Linked DNA regions of Salmo salar: region 1 is linked to region 2. A link is a contact called in public Hi-C data. All regions are on one chromosome and are shown on one strand. The core of a region is the stretch at or near the end of the contact, and the rest is flanking DNA. Distances in the headings are between cores, read along the strand shown. Region 1 overlaps LOC106613838 (F-BAR domain only protein 1). Region 2 holds the start of znf692 (zinc finger protein 692).

Region 1 (6,891 bases), core at 2,248-4,747, 52 kb after region 2:
ACGCTGTTCTAAGGGCTAAAGGGGGTGGAACTCAATATTAGGAAGGTGTTCCTAATGTTTTGTACACTGTTTATGTTATTATTAGATTAAAAAAACTAAGTTGTCGTTAGGACTTTATACCGTAGGTGACATACTGCTGTGTGGCCCTCAGGACGTTTGCCCCTATGTGGGACGTGTTCCGGGTGTCATCAGACAAGCTGGCTCTCTGCCACCTTGAGCTGATGCGCAAGATGAACGACCTCATCCGGGACATCAACAAATATGGTGACGAGCAGGTCAAAGTTCACCGCAAGGTAACATGAGGAAGCCCCTCTTCTTACCATATGTTTCCATGATGATGCAACCTCTGTCCTCCCATGAATCACTCACTATATTCTAATCTATAACAGCCAATCTACAATCATTTAAGAATGTGCATGGTGTGTTTCTCACAGACCAAGGAGGAACAGGTGGGGACCCTGGAGGCTGTTCAGGCAGTTCAGGTCCAGAATGGTCACCTCCAGAAGTCCAGGGAGGGATACCACTCCAAGTGTATTGAGCTGGACAGACTGAGGAAAGAGGGAGCCCCCCAGAAAGAACTGGAGAAGGTCTGTCCACTAGGTGTCATTCTGTATAACTACAGTAGAGCTGTCTTAACTGTTATGACCACAGGGTGCCTACTGTTTATAAATGAATGGTTGCTGGAAGTTTACTGACTACTAATGGTAGGGAGTCAAACAAGGTTACTATTATAATAGATCATTTGTTCTCACCAGGATAAATAAAGGTTCCAGTAATGACTGGATGAAGTCTATAATCATCCTCTCTCCTCTCACTAGGCGGAGCTGAAGTCTAAGAAAGCCGGCGAGTTGTTTGCTGTGTGTATAGAGAAGTATAACCGCGTGGGAGGAGACTTCGAGCAGAAGATGAGTGAATCAGCTCAGGTCAGTCAGTCCACTGGTCCTGGGGCAGGTTAGACAGACTCCCTGGAGGAACCAGACATGTTATATCACTGTGGCCCAATCCTGGGGTTCCCTTTAAGTTAACATAAACCCCTTTTATTCACAATGAACACATCTCCATGGCTACCTGCAGTTTCCAAGGAAACCCTTAACAAACCCGATGAGCGTTGCTATATTTGGGTATGAAATGATGACTGGAATCCTGGTGACCAATTACCTGTTAATAGCTACAATGGGAGATCTGTCCCTAATTATGTGTCGGGTAGAGAGAGCTCAGTGTGGCTTCATGAAGACTACAGCCCAGAACATGATGGGGGAAATGACCTGTTCTTTCAAGCCATTACTCTAGCCCACATGCTGTGTTGTGATTAGCACCTGGTTATTATCTGGGATGGGAACTATTATGGTTTGCGCCTGGTTCTGTTCTTTTAAAGTTGCCATGGCTGATAAGTGCCTTTGGATTTTGTGTCTTGGGGTTCTTTGGGTTTCAGTTCTTACTACTTGACGGCATTTTGTGGTGGTTTGTGGGTATTTTGAGTAGTGTTTTGGTGTGCTTTGAGGTAGTTTGCTGTAATTAGGACCCATCTTGGTGTCTGAACACTGTTGTGTTCCCATCCTGTGTACAGAAGTTCCAGGACATTGAGGAGGCCCACCTGAGGCAGATGAAACAGCTTATCAAGGGATACTCTCACTCCATAGAGGACACCCACGTCCAGGTGGGACAGGTAGGTCACCCAGACACTGACCCAGGAGGCCACAGTCTGGCTGGAGGGATTTAACTGCCCTCTCTGGGCGGTTGTCCTGCTATAGTCAAACTTCACATCCACAACACACACACTCCAAAGCCCTCTCTCTCAGGCATGCTTCTTCTCTCTTGAGCTGCTCTTGTCTGACTGTAAGAAGCCCCTCTCTCCTCTGTTCAGGTCCATGAGGAGTTCAAACAGAACGTGGAGAACATCGGCATAGATAACCTCATCCAGAGGTTTGCAGAGCAGAAGGGCACAGGGAAGGACAGACCAGGTACACCACACAAACACCATAAACGGATGGTTTGATCCCAGCGTGTGTACGCGTGAGCGTGTGTCCCATTTGTCCTCACTGTGGTATATCCCTATGTGTGGCAGCCCTGGTGGGGTTTGAGGAGTACATGACAGCTTCAGTACCTGAGGGGAGTAAGAAGAGTCGAGGAAAAGCCTTCAGGATTCCTGGACTGGGCAAGAGGGACAAAGAGCCAGACTCAACGTGAGCACACACGCACACACAGATGATCAATCCCAATTCCCCTCACTTTCTTTTGTCAGCTTCATCTGGGATATTATCTTGTCACTTACATTCACCTATGTGTTGCTTTTTGCAGGGATTCGGCTGTGACGGAGACACCAGTGAGTGTATGCTAATTCACACTTGTACACAGTGGCACGAAAACCATCAAGTGAATGTCAGTTCTTCCATTATCATTTGTACATCTGTGGTGGTTTAAACAGCACATCACGTTGCCCCCTGCCAACTTCCTGACAGACGGATGGACGTGTGTGTGTGTCACCGTGTGCATTTGTGCGTGTGTATGAGCAAGGGGGAGTAATCATATGTGTGACAATGACGTGTCTGGCAGTGTTGGGTTACCTTGCCTATTTTTATCCTTCTGAGAAGGGGCTTTTGAGGTTGGGTCGAGATCAGTGGGCTGCCAGGACTGTTTTAACAGACAAGTGTCATGGGGGGGGGGGGGGTCGTAGTCTTCACACACTGCCCCTGAAGTGATAACACTTCTGATGATAACATCAGTAGTCTGGGTTGAGGTTTGTTATTAAGCATATCAAACACTAGGATAAAGTCTTGATGTTTGTGTCTGACATGGCTGGGTATTCTCTGTTCTGCACACAGAACTCTCCCCTGGAGGTGGATGAGGAGGGGTTTGTCATCCGAGCCGACGTCAGTCAGAATGATATCCTTTCCAGGCAGTGACACTGACTATCAGATGATAGTCAATCTCTCTGCTATATTGTTGTAATATTTGCCTTTGACAGACCTCTTTATCTTCATATTGAAAACAAGGCTTCCTGCCACTGTGTAAGAGAGTGTTACATCTTCATAAAGCACTCTAGACGTCTCCTATTAGGTGAATAGAACATTAGCTAGTTCTCGCTGGTGGGTAGGAGCGTTGGGCCAGTAACCGAAAGGTTGCTGGATCGACTCCCCGAGCTGACAACATAAACATGTGTTGTTCTGCCCCTTAACTGCCCCAGTTAACCCACTGTTCCCGGCCCCCCCCTCATCCACCTGCATTCAGTTACTAGGTATCCCCGTTTCCCTAAGTGCTCTCTCTGTCCTTATTCCAACTCCAGTCCATTATGAGGCAGGGCCAATGGGGGCCATGATAGCAGGCTACCTCCCTCTGTTGTTGTCATTCTGTCACTCTCCTCAGCACAGTTGTTACACTCGTTAGGTATTTTATGTAACGGCAAATATACTGACAGGAGATCTGTCTCTCTCAGGCACTCACTCACAGCACATGCCTGCGAGCAAACCGACACTAACACACGTGCGTGCAGATCAGCATGTAATAACAGGAAGGAGATAAGGTCAGATGGAGCTGCAGAATGTTTCGGTTGGCTGTTTTATACGCTGTCACCTCTGGCGCGCTCTGTGTTTGTCAGCAGTCCTATACTCTCTAGTCTACATGGCCCCAGAGGGTATTAATAAAGCCATATAGCATTATCCTCAACAAAATGCCTGAGTGAAAACATTTTTGCCATAAAGCTCAAGCAAGCCTAAAGGAAGATTTTCCACTGCTTTCTAAACTCATAGATGAGGTATCTGTATAACACAGGACAATGGAAACCTTGACACTCCTGAAGTTGTCCCAGGCAGCATTAGGCCATCTTCCCTCCATTCAAGCCTCTATCTCAGGTCACTGCTCCTTAACCCAGCTCTCTGTCCGTACGCTGCTCCACGGAGGACAAGGAGAACGACTTCTACTCCAGCGACTCTGACTTTGACGACGAGGAGCCCAAGAAGTTCCACATTCAGATCCGTCCGGTGGGCAGCAGCAGCAACTCTGCTGCTACAGAGATGGAGCTGAAGGCCACCGTGGGGGCACTCACACTGCCCCCCAACAGAGGGGTACAATGGGAAAAGAGAAGGGGGAAGGAGGGAGTACAGGACCAAAGGGGAGGCATGGATGGGGTGAAATGTGTCACTCATTTTCATGTGGCGGTATCAGACGTCTGATGAAAAAGATAAGCTCAGAAATGCTTATCTGTGTATTATGCCATGTTGGTTTTTCCTGGTAATTATCTCTCCATGTTGTTGTAAAAACAGCAGGATAGAAGCATGCTTAATTGTTTAGATGCTTCCATACAGTGTAATTAACGACTCGGCTCTCCCTCTGTTCCAGGTGTCAGTGAAACGTTATCGTTCCAGTAAGTTCCATTAAACTCAGCTTCTGGTTAAAAAAAGTTGGATTTCTGTCTGTCTCTGTCTGTGTTGTACGCACACATTTGTGTGTATATGTGGGCGCGCGAGTGTGTTCTCTGAATCCTTGTCCTGTCCACAGGAAACAGCAGTACTACAGGCCGTTCAAAGGGGGAGGGAGAGGGCGCCCCCCACAGGGGTAAGTGGAGTTAGCACTCTCTCCACACCACTGGTTTTGCAGCATCAGTACTTTATCAGTTCACCACAATGTATTCTATCACTGTTGAAAGGTCATAAACATCCATTTCATATGGTATTCATGCACAAGGATACTATTACTACCAGTCTGAAGTGATGCTGTGAATGTGATTTACTGTATTGCTTCTGGCGAGGCTTAGCAGTGCGTATCCGTCTAGTAATAAATCCTAGAGGTGGCTGACCTTGGCTGAAAGACGCTGTCTATTTGTCCCACTTCGGTCTGTCTGGAACATGGTTTATTAGTGGGGGAATAGCAGACTGTGATGCTACAGTAGGAGGCTATTGGCGGAGGAGATGGAATAAAGCAGGGGAAATGAGCAGACATGATTAACGATGAGTGCCTTAATTAAAACAGTAGCATAAAGCACCGGGCTGATGCTGCTTAGAGAACTGGTCTAATGGCTGGTATGTATCAAAATGGAAGATAATGGGCATTCCCTTATGGCTCTGCCCTCCATAAGCACTCCAGTTAATCACATCTCCCTCTGATTGGGACTGATTGGGGAGCAGTCACGAATTAAACTTCACTAACTGTGTGTGTGTGTGTGTGTGTGTGTGTGTGTGTGTGTGTGTGTGTGTGTGTGTGTTTTTTACACTTTGCAGAGGGAGAGCAGGACGGCCTACGCAATTCCATCTCCAGTCCGGATCACAGCAGGTGAGTGAAAGTCAGTCTCTCCTCTCTGACGTGCATGGCTGTAGCTGTGAGCAGCAGGGAGATAGAGAGATGCTGTGGGAGAGGAAGCCAGCCCGAGATCTGATGATAGTGCTGCATCACTCTGTCAAATCCTGACATTATCTCTGGCTATGCTTTTATTGGCTCCTGGTGATGCATAATCTCCTTCTCTCATTCCTTCTCGCTCACCCACCCTCTAGGTTGAGTTCTACTGCGTCAGGCTCAGACAGTCTCTTTGGACCTCCTCTGGAGTCGGCCTTTAAGTCCAAAAGCTTTGCTGGTAGAGATCAGCTACCGAGAGCAGAGAGTGTCTTTGGTGCATCTGAATGTAAATATGGTTAATATGATAATATACTAATAATATGATATATTATTGATGAAAATTAGGGACAGAAGTTTTTCCCCATCACATAGTCAGTAAAACACCTGTTCCTATGTATGATACATACTGTTTTAGGTAGAATGATTGTCTGCCCTTGTTCTCTCCAGATGCTGCCTTCTCCACTGACTCCTCCTCTCCTGAGAATGTAGAGGACTCTGGGCTGGACTCACCTTCCCATCAGCCCCTGGGTCCCTCCCCTGAGACAGCTGGTTGGGCAGCGTGGCCATCGGCAGGTCAGAGTAAAGAACCAGCAGGACTGGGCAGGCCAGCAGACCCCTTCCTTACTGCCTTTAGAGACCCCTCCTCAGGACGCAGCCCCCACTCCCCCCCAGGACGACCCAGCCAGTATCTGGGCAGCTGCTCTACGGTCCCCCCACCCCCCTCCAGACATGGACCTCTCAGCCCTCCGTTTCCCGGTCTTCTCCCAGTCCCTGGTCCCTCCAGAGCTGGACCCGGCTCTGTGGAGCTGTAAACACATCCCTCCTGAAGACCCCTTCCTGGCTGCCTTTGAGAGGACCGTCGTCACCCAGGAGACCCTGCCCCCCCCTGACGCCTGGGCCCCCCCACTTCCGCGCCCCTCCAGAGACGGGAGGGGGATAGAGGTACGGAGCGACCCCTTTTCCAGTGACAGTAAAACCCTTCCCACCCCCTCATTTTGCAAGGACATGGACAGGAAACGGGACCGTAGCGTCCCGCCCCCCAGAATCACCTGACGACCCATTCGCCATCACTATGATTGGCAGCCCCACCCACCAGTCAGCCCTGGCTGCCGCGACAGGGGTCCTGACCCACAGTGTCAGCAGTAGTAGGCTGACCCCCAACGCCAAATCCCTCCCCTTATCCCAGCCGAAGAAGGAGCTGGTCCACTGGAACTCTGTCCACAACCCCTTCAGTGAGGGGACCTCGGCTGGGTCTCTGGCCCTGGGTGGAGTGGTCAATGAGGGAGGGAGGAAGCAACGCGAGTCATGCAGTGAAAGCGAGCCACGCAGGAGCGGCCTGCCTCTCACACTGAATTCTGGGCCACAGGAGGACCTGTGCTTCTCTACTGACAAAGACCAGAACTGTCTGGACCTGAATGCTCCACAGCAATCCTGCAACATGGGCTCACACAAAGGTACAAATGTTACACACTACGCTACTGGGCTCAAATGTCTATGCACTAGCTATATTTTGGGATTGTATTTTTTTATTTCCCCAAATATATTTCACACTATTCAAAACGCCAC
Region 2 (7,350 bases), core at 2,857-5,356:
TTGGTATAGTAGGCCTACTCTTTTTTTGGAGATTGAGGACGATTATGGTAAATGGGTAATGTCAGGACAATGATGTATTGTGGCTGTTGGCTGTTCAAAGCGTATTGTTTGAATAATGGCAGAAGTTTCTAAGCCGAAGCCATGTGATCTGTGGTGAGAGACTCACTGAGCAGACGAAGCAGTTGGGATGCCAGGTGCCGTTGGCTGCAGTCAGGAAGTTCTCTTTCACAGGCTCTCCGCAGCCAGAGCACTTTGGAGCAAAGAGATGGTAAAAGTCTCTGTGGCAGTACGGCTTCCCGTCCTTCTCCAGAAAACCTATGGCACATTAAAGGACACACACGCAAAGAGAGGAGAGTGTTCTCTGTCACACTGTGGTCTATAATTTATGTTACCCTGTAGGGAACTGTAGTGGTTGTAGTGTTATCTGTCAGGCAGATAGATGTGTGCTCCCTCACCTTCAGGCCCAAAGCGCTCCCCACAGTGGGAACAGAAGAAGTGCTCAGGGTGCCAGGTGCAGTCCATCGCTGTCAGGATGTTCTGAGCGAGAGGTCAAAGAGCCCAGCATGCGGTGAGGTAAACCCAATAACAACTTAACAGATCTAGAGAGGTGGTGAGCTGGTTTTGTGCAGCGTTAGATAATGGTGATACTGTCCAATCCAAAGAGAAGGCGTTGTACCTTCAGAATGGGGCCCTTGCAGTAACTACAGCGGGGTGAAAAGAGATGCTGGTAGTCTTTCTCACAGTAGGCCTTCCCCTCCCTCTCAAAGAAGCCAATGGTGCCCAGCTCCGCCGTACACACCACACAAACAAAGTGTTCTGGGTGCCACACCTGGCCCAGGGCTGTGATCATCTGCAGAAAGATAGAAAGAAAAAGTGATACTATATTCCCACTTAGCATAGACATCAACGCAACATCTATTCCACATTGGTTCAACATAATTTCAATGAAATGAAGTGAAACAACGTTGATTCAACCAGCTTGTGCCCAGTGGGTTGTTTCACATACTGGCAATGGTACTTTCGATTGATCATCTTCGCCTATACTGCTATTTTGAAAGCAGGATTTTGTAAATTGTTTGGCAGCTCAAGCTGTTTACCTTTCCCACAATGACCTTTCCACAAGAAGCACAGTGACCCTTGGCCATGGTGTGTACACCCATCTTCTCCATATCAGAGCTCAGGCCTCCCAGAATGTCATCTATGGTGTCTGTTTTTCTCTGTGTTGACACCTTGTGCTCCAGATCAGAAGTCTTTGGGCTGTTTGTGCTCTCTTCTTTCACTTGTGTGTCATCCATTTCTTTCTTTTCTCCAATCTGTTTCTTTTTGACTGACTTCTGCACAAGTGGTGGTGGGGTTGAGGGAGGAGAAGGGTCTGGCAGCTAAAGATGAGAAAAATCAATGTGTCCACAAAACAGACTTGCATCCATTCATATACATGAATGAAAAATGAAAATGAAATTAATGTTGGTGGCACTAGTAGCACTAAAGCTTCCGATATTTGTTTAGCTTGCTTATACTGCCCTCTGCTGTCAGATCAGGTCAACTTCACTGAAAGACACAGTCGTCCTCTGTTCATGCTCTGAGCAACAGTGTATTTATTCACTGATAGATGTTTCCTCACCCCCATCTCCAGGTCAAGCAGCAATTCATCCATTATGGAGTCCAGCTCTCTGGAAGCAGAGCGAGGGCTCAGCAGACCGGCCTCCATTGGAGCTGGTAACTCACTGACAAACACACAGAGCAAACCACAGATGAGCACTGGTATAGAGTGGACACTGGACAATTACTTAAATCTGTGGTCTCAGCTCTATCTGTATGGTCTCACCCAGTGTCATTACGTATGGCTATCTATGGGCTGACATACGAGTGGCTGACCTGTATACATTGGTGCTATCTGGCTCCTTTCCTTTCCTTGGATGGAGACCAACAGAACACACCTTTGGGACCTGCAGGAAATGCCACTTAACACATATGGCTAGAATATACATCCAGTTGAAGTAATTGGACAAAAGACTAAACAACAACTGCTAGAGGTGATTTTATCATTACCTGTCCATATGTGTTGGCTGTATCACTTTCTTTCTTCTGAGGAGCCGACTCTGGACCAGTTGAGTTGAAAGCCAACTCCTCTAGTAAAAGGTCTGTAACAAACACACATACATATATATGGTAGGTACTATAATTCAGAAAAGGCATTTCTAACAGAACTCCTCTGAGATAAGCTGCAGTGCCTCATTACGGTCGCCTCTTGCAGATTGCAAGGTGCACCCATTGATCTGCTGTGGTTGCTGCATTCAGTGCTGCTTCCTGAGGAAGTGGTGGAAGAGATGCTATAGTTACAGACAATCTCTTCACACTAAAAGTGAAACTTTTGAAACTGATGCAAACCTCTATGACTAACAGTGTTGTTCTTAACTCATACATAATCTGTATAAAAGGAACGTTACATATAACTACTAAGTAATTGTGTTAATTTTAAGACATTTTATCCTAAGTTCTTCATAAGTAAATCATAACTACACTGGTGGAGCACAAATCAATAAAAAAAATCTAAGTAAAAACAAACTGTTCTATTAAAAACACACACTTATATTAATAATAATCGCTATCCACTGGCTTTCTCACAATTTGGTTGGTAGTGGAACGGAATTATGACTTCCGTCAACAACGTCAAGAATCCATCTGTCTCTCAACAGAGATAACCTTCTGTGATTCACTGTGAATTTACATTGACAATCATATCAACAAAAATACAATTTAAATAGATATGATAGAACACATGACATGTTCAGCGTGACCAATGTAATGCAAGGCAAGCATTAATTCACCACACACCATAAAACATGTTCATGTACACCTCCTGAGCAATTTCATTTTTCCCTTCTAGTTTTATCTATTGCATTTTGTTTTATATTTAATAATCACAACAGAAGCAGAGGAAAGAATACTCACCCAGGTCATCCATGCTTGAAAAATATACTTGTGCACTGTGTGAATGAGCCTACGTGTTCTGCGGGGTGTGTGTGTGTGTGTGTGCGTGCGTGCGTGCGTGCGTGCGTGTGTGTGTGTGTTGGTTTACTGACAGTTAATTGGCACACATCCTAAAAGGATAATGTCAAAATCAGATGAACTTGTGGATATGACTTTTATATCTCTGCGTGCAGTTTGAAGGAAGTTGCTAACTAGCATTAGGGCAATGACAGGAAGTCTATAAGTATCTATGGAGCACTCAAATCACACATTTTATTTCACCGGAGAAAATAAACTTCTCACTTGATCCTTAAAGGGATACTTCTGCATTTTGGCAATGGTATACAGGAGTTCATTTGACTCTGGGGAAATAGATAAAGGGCCTAATTGCCAAAATCTTGAATTATCCCTTTAATTAATCAGGTCAAACTGTCATTTCCTTTTGTCTGTTTTTTTTGTTAACTTGAATTTCTCTGAGTGCACTGCTACCTTCCTGAAGACACTGGATACCTTCTAAGATATTTCTACTCATGTTTCTCATGTTTCTACTCATCTCTACTCATATTTCTACTATGTTCATAATAAAACATGTTAAAGGTCAATTCATGACCTGGTGAGTAGTTATACAAAGCTCAGGTTGTATGTACATACATGTTTTATCAACCACTATCTTCTAAATGCTGATGATATATGGGTTAAATGGTCAACTATCAATAAGAAAGGTGAGAGAGCAGTCCCCCTTATCTGAAAATTGAATAGGGAAAGATTCAAAGTTTATTTAACTATAAGATAGTTGTGCTTAATAATGGTGTAACATAGGTGAATAGATTGTTCCACTTCATAATAGTTCAATATGATAACATAATGGGAAGGTTTTTCAGTAGACATATTTATGACAACATAGATTATTGCATATTGATTACATAATGCCATAAATTGTTGACATCATGACATCCCAATATAATGTCTGCTATATATAATATAATCTGCTAAATGACTTAAATGTAATGTAAATGTAATATATAATGACATTATTACAGTGTAATTGTGTGATGACATAATGAGTTCATTTTGTGAGCGTCATTACTTTATTATGACATCATAATGCATTTCATATCCATTTATATCAGGGATGGGCAACTTTGATTGGGGTAGGGGCCACAAAAAATCTGAACTCATCATGAGTTGCTCGAGGTCTGCATACCCACATCCCAGCAGGTAATTCAATTCAAATCAAATCAAAATTGATTTGTCACATGCGCTGAATAAAACAAGTGTAGACCTTACCGTCAAATGCTTACTTTCAAGCCCTTATTAACCAACAGTGCAGTTCATGAAGAGTTAAGAAAATATTTAACAAATAAACTAAAGTAAAAAATATATAAAAAGTAACACAATAACGAGTTTATATACAGGGGGTACTGGTACCGAGTCAGTGTGCGGGGGTACAGGTTAGAGGTAATTTGTACATGTAGGTAGGGGTGAAGTGACAATGCATAAATAATAAAAACAGCGAGTAGCAGCAGTGTACAAAACAAATGGAGGGGGGTCAATGTAATAGTCCGGTGGCCATTTGATTAATTGTTCAGCAGTCTACTGGCTTGGGGGTAGAAGCTGTTAAGGAGCCTTTTGGTCCTAGACTTGGTGCTCCGGTACGCTTGCCGTGCGGTAGCAGAGAAAACAGTCTATGACTTGGGTGACTGGAGTCTCTGACAATTTTATGGGCTTTCCTCTGACACCGCCTATTATATAGGTCCTGGATTGCAGGAAGCTTGGCCCCAGTGACGTACTGGGCCGTACGCACTACCCTCTGTAGCGCCTTACGGTCAGATGCCGAGCAGTTGCCATACCAGGCGGTGATGCAACTGGTCAGGCTGCTCTCGATGGTGCAGCTGTAGAACTTTTTGAGGACCTGAGGACCCATGCCAAATCTTTTTTGTATCCTGAGGGGGAAAAGGTTTTGTCATGCCCTCTTCACGACTGTCTTGGTGTGTTTGGACCATGATAGGTTGTTGGTGATGTGGACACCAAGGAACTTGAAACTCTCAACCCGTTCCACTACAGCCCCGTTGATAATAATGGGGGCCTGTTCGGCCCACCTTTTCCTGTAGTCCACGATCAGCTCCTTTGTCTTGCTCCCATTGAGGGAGAGGTCGTTGTCCTGGCACCACACTACCAGTTCTCTGACCTCCTTCCTATAGGCTGTCTCATTGTTGTCGGTGATCAGGCCTACCACTGTTGTGTCATCAGCAAACTTAATGATGGTGTTGGAGTCGTGTTTGGCCACGCAGACGTGGGTGAACAGGGAGTACAGGAGGGGACTAAGTACACACCCCTGATGGGCCCCAGTGTTGAGGATCAGCGTGGCAGATGTGTTGTTGCCTACCCTTACCACCTGGGGGCGGCCCGTCAGGATCCAGTTCTAGAGGGAGGTATTTAGTCCCAGGGTCCTTAGCTTAGTGATGAGCTTTGTGGGCACTATGGTGTTGAACGCTGAGCTGTAGTCAATAAACAGCATTCCCTTTGTCCAGGTGGGAAAGGGCAGTGTTGAGTGCGATTGAGATTGCGTCATCTGTGGATCTGTTGGGGTGGTATGCGAATTGGAGTGGGTCTAGGGTATCCAGCTGGATGCTGTTGATGTGAGCCATGACCAGCCTTTCAAATCACTTCATGGCTACCGACATGAGTACTACGGGGCGGTAATCATTTAGGCAGGTTACCTTCACTTCCTTGGGCACAGAGACTATGGTGGTCTGCTTGAAACATGTAGGTATTACAGGATCAGTCAGGGAGATGTTGAAAATGTCAGTGAAGGCACTTGCTAGTTTGTCCACGCATGCTTTCAGTACACGTCCTGGTAATTCATCTGGCCCCGCGGCTTTGTGAATGTTGACCTGTTTAAAGGTCTTGGTCACATCGGCTACCGACAGCGTTATCACACAGTCATCCAAAACAGCTGGTGCTCTCGTGCATACTTCAGTGTTGCTTGCCTCGAAGAGAGCATGATAACAAGTTTAGATAACTGGCCACAAAACTGGCCGTATTCTACTATTCTAACTCACAACATTAAGTTGAGAACCTGAGTTCTCCCCCCCCCCAAAAAAATGAAATGTTTTATTTTTCACATACACCGGACAGATGCAGTGAGATGTGTTTTACATGGTCAGCCATAGTAGTACACTGCCCGTGGAGCAAATTAGGGGTATTATTCTAGAAATGTGTGTTTTACAGAAGATTAAATAATCTGTAGCCTACGACAATGTTACATTATGAGATTACAATGTTTCAATACACAAAAAAACAAATGAATAATTTCTGAAACGAGGGAACAGTTATAACACAGATTATCCACTATATTGACCAGATACCCATAGGGCGGCGCACAATTAGCCCAGCGTCGTCCTGGTTAGGTTTTGGCCAGAGAAGGCTGTCATTGTAAATAAGAATTTGTTCTTAACTGACTTGCCTAGTTAAATAAAGGTTAAATAAAATAAATACTAATGGCTGCTCTAACAATGAAAATAAATGGCTACGGTCGAGTGGATCAGTTTTGTCAAGTCAGTGACCATCGTTGGTCACCACCTTTCAAAGTGTGTTGCATTATGAGGATTAAAATTATCCGATTTGCGCCTACATGTCGACTGCATGAACTTTACAAAAACCATGTTATCAAAGGTAATGACGTTTTGACTGCAGTTGTCACGACTCCCACCGAAGGTGGCTCCCCCTCCTGCTCGGGTGGCGCTCGGCGGTCGTCGTCACCGGCCTACTAGCTGCCATTGATTCCCTTTTGTTTTCCCCTTTCCGTTATTGTTTGCACCTGTTCTGTGTTGGATTGATTAGCGGGGCTATATTAGCCAGTAGGCCCGTCTGCTCTTTGTGCGGGATTGTTTCTCTGATTGTATTGCTTGTGTACACACCGACTGTGTTTTGCGCCGACTGTGTTTGCGCCCACTGTGTTTGTCCCCTGTGTTTGGGGCACTTTGTTTTGTGTGCGCTCAGATTGCTGTTTGGGGTGGCTTGTGTTTTCGCCGTTGGGCTCATTAAAAGCCATGACCCTATATCGCTGCTTCCTGCGTCTGATTCCTCTGCTACAACGCCCAAGCCTTACAGCAGTGGACTGCAAGTTTCTGCAGTTGCAACTTCATGCTGTAGCCATCGCCTGCATTGTGGGAGACTCTATTGTCAACCAATCATTTAGGGTGTTTTTGTTTGACCCACACGACCAAGGACGTGCCCAAAGACATGACTGAAATAGAGACCAACTCTGCCGCAATTCACGCAAATCGTGTATACAGTAGAAATGTAAACATTTATGAATGTTATATTTGAGGCTCTCTCACCAATTCATTGTACAATGTACACACATATATGTTCAAT

What was found. A called contact is a pair of places that touch in the nucleus more often than the background predicts.
Region 1: a contact with region 2 is called in a Hi-C map of muscle, with 2.3 times the contacts expected there. The contact joins the enhancer-like site here to the promoter of znf692 in region 2. A contact is called at or near these places in 2 of 3 Hi-C or Micro-C datasets (blood and muscle).

The regions. Positions count from the first base shown.
Region 1 is chrssa10:24,431,469-24,438,359 of Ssal_v3.1, forward strand. LOC106613838 (F-BAR domain only protein 1) reads left to right here. Exons shown (of 28, transcript XM_045688608.1): 5 at 152-293; 6 at 435-587; 7 at 819-923; 8 at 1,568-1,666; 9 at 1,865-1,961; 10 at 2,066-2,183; 11 at 2,299-2,329; 12 at 2,823-2,883; 13 at 3,883-4,061; 14 at 4,336-4,360; 15 at 4,495-4,551; 16 at 5,214-5,265; 17 at 5,484-5,611; 18 at 5,773-6,133; 1 more. Among protein-coding and RNA genes, the nearest start is that of trnaa-ugc, 21 kb to the left of the region's middle. Within about 2 kb of position 3,498, at least 4 of the 13 cell types and tissues checked have an H3K27ac peak or open chromatin away from gene starts, as enhancers often do. A contact at or near this core is called in muscle, where this site is marked.
Region 2 is chrssa10:24,378,521-24,385,870 of Ssal_v3.1, forward strand. It overlaps znf692 (zinc finger protein 692), which reads left to right and starts at 4,107. Exons shown (of 12, transcript XR_006756922.1): 1 at 4,107-4,188. lpxn (leupaxin) reads right to left here and starts at 3,215. Exons shown (of 9, transcript XM_045687542.1): 1 at 2,953-3,215; 2 at 2,050-2,141; 3 at 1,876-1,961; 4 at 1,622-1,724; 5 at 1,098-1,379; 6 at 677-850; 7 at 456-537; 8 at 167-315. The coding sequence starts at 2,965.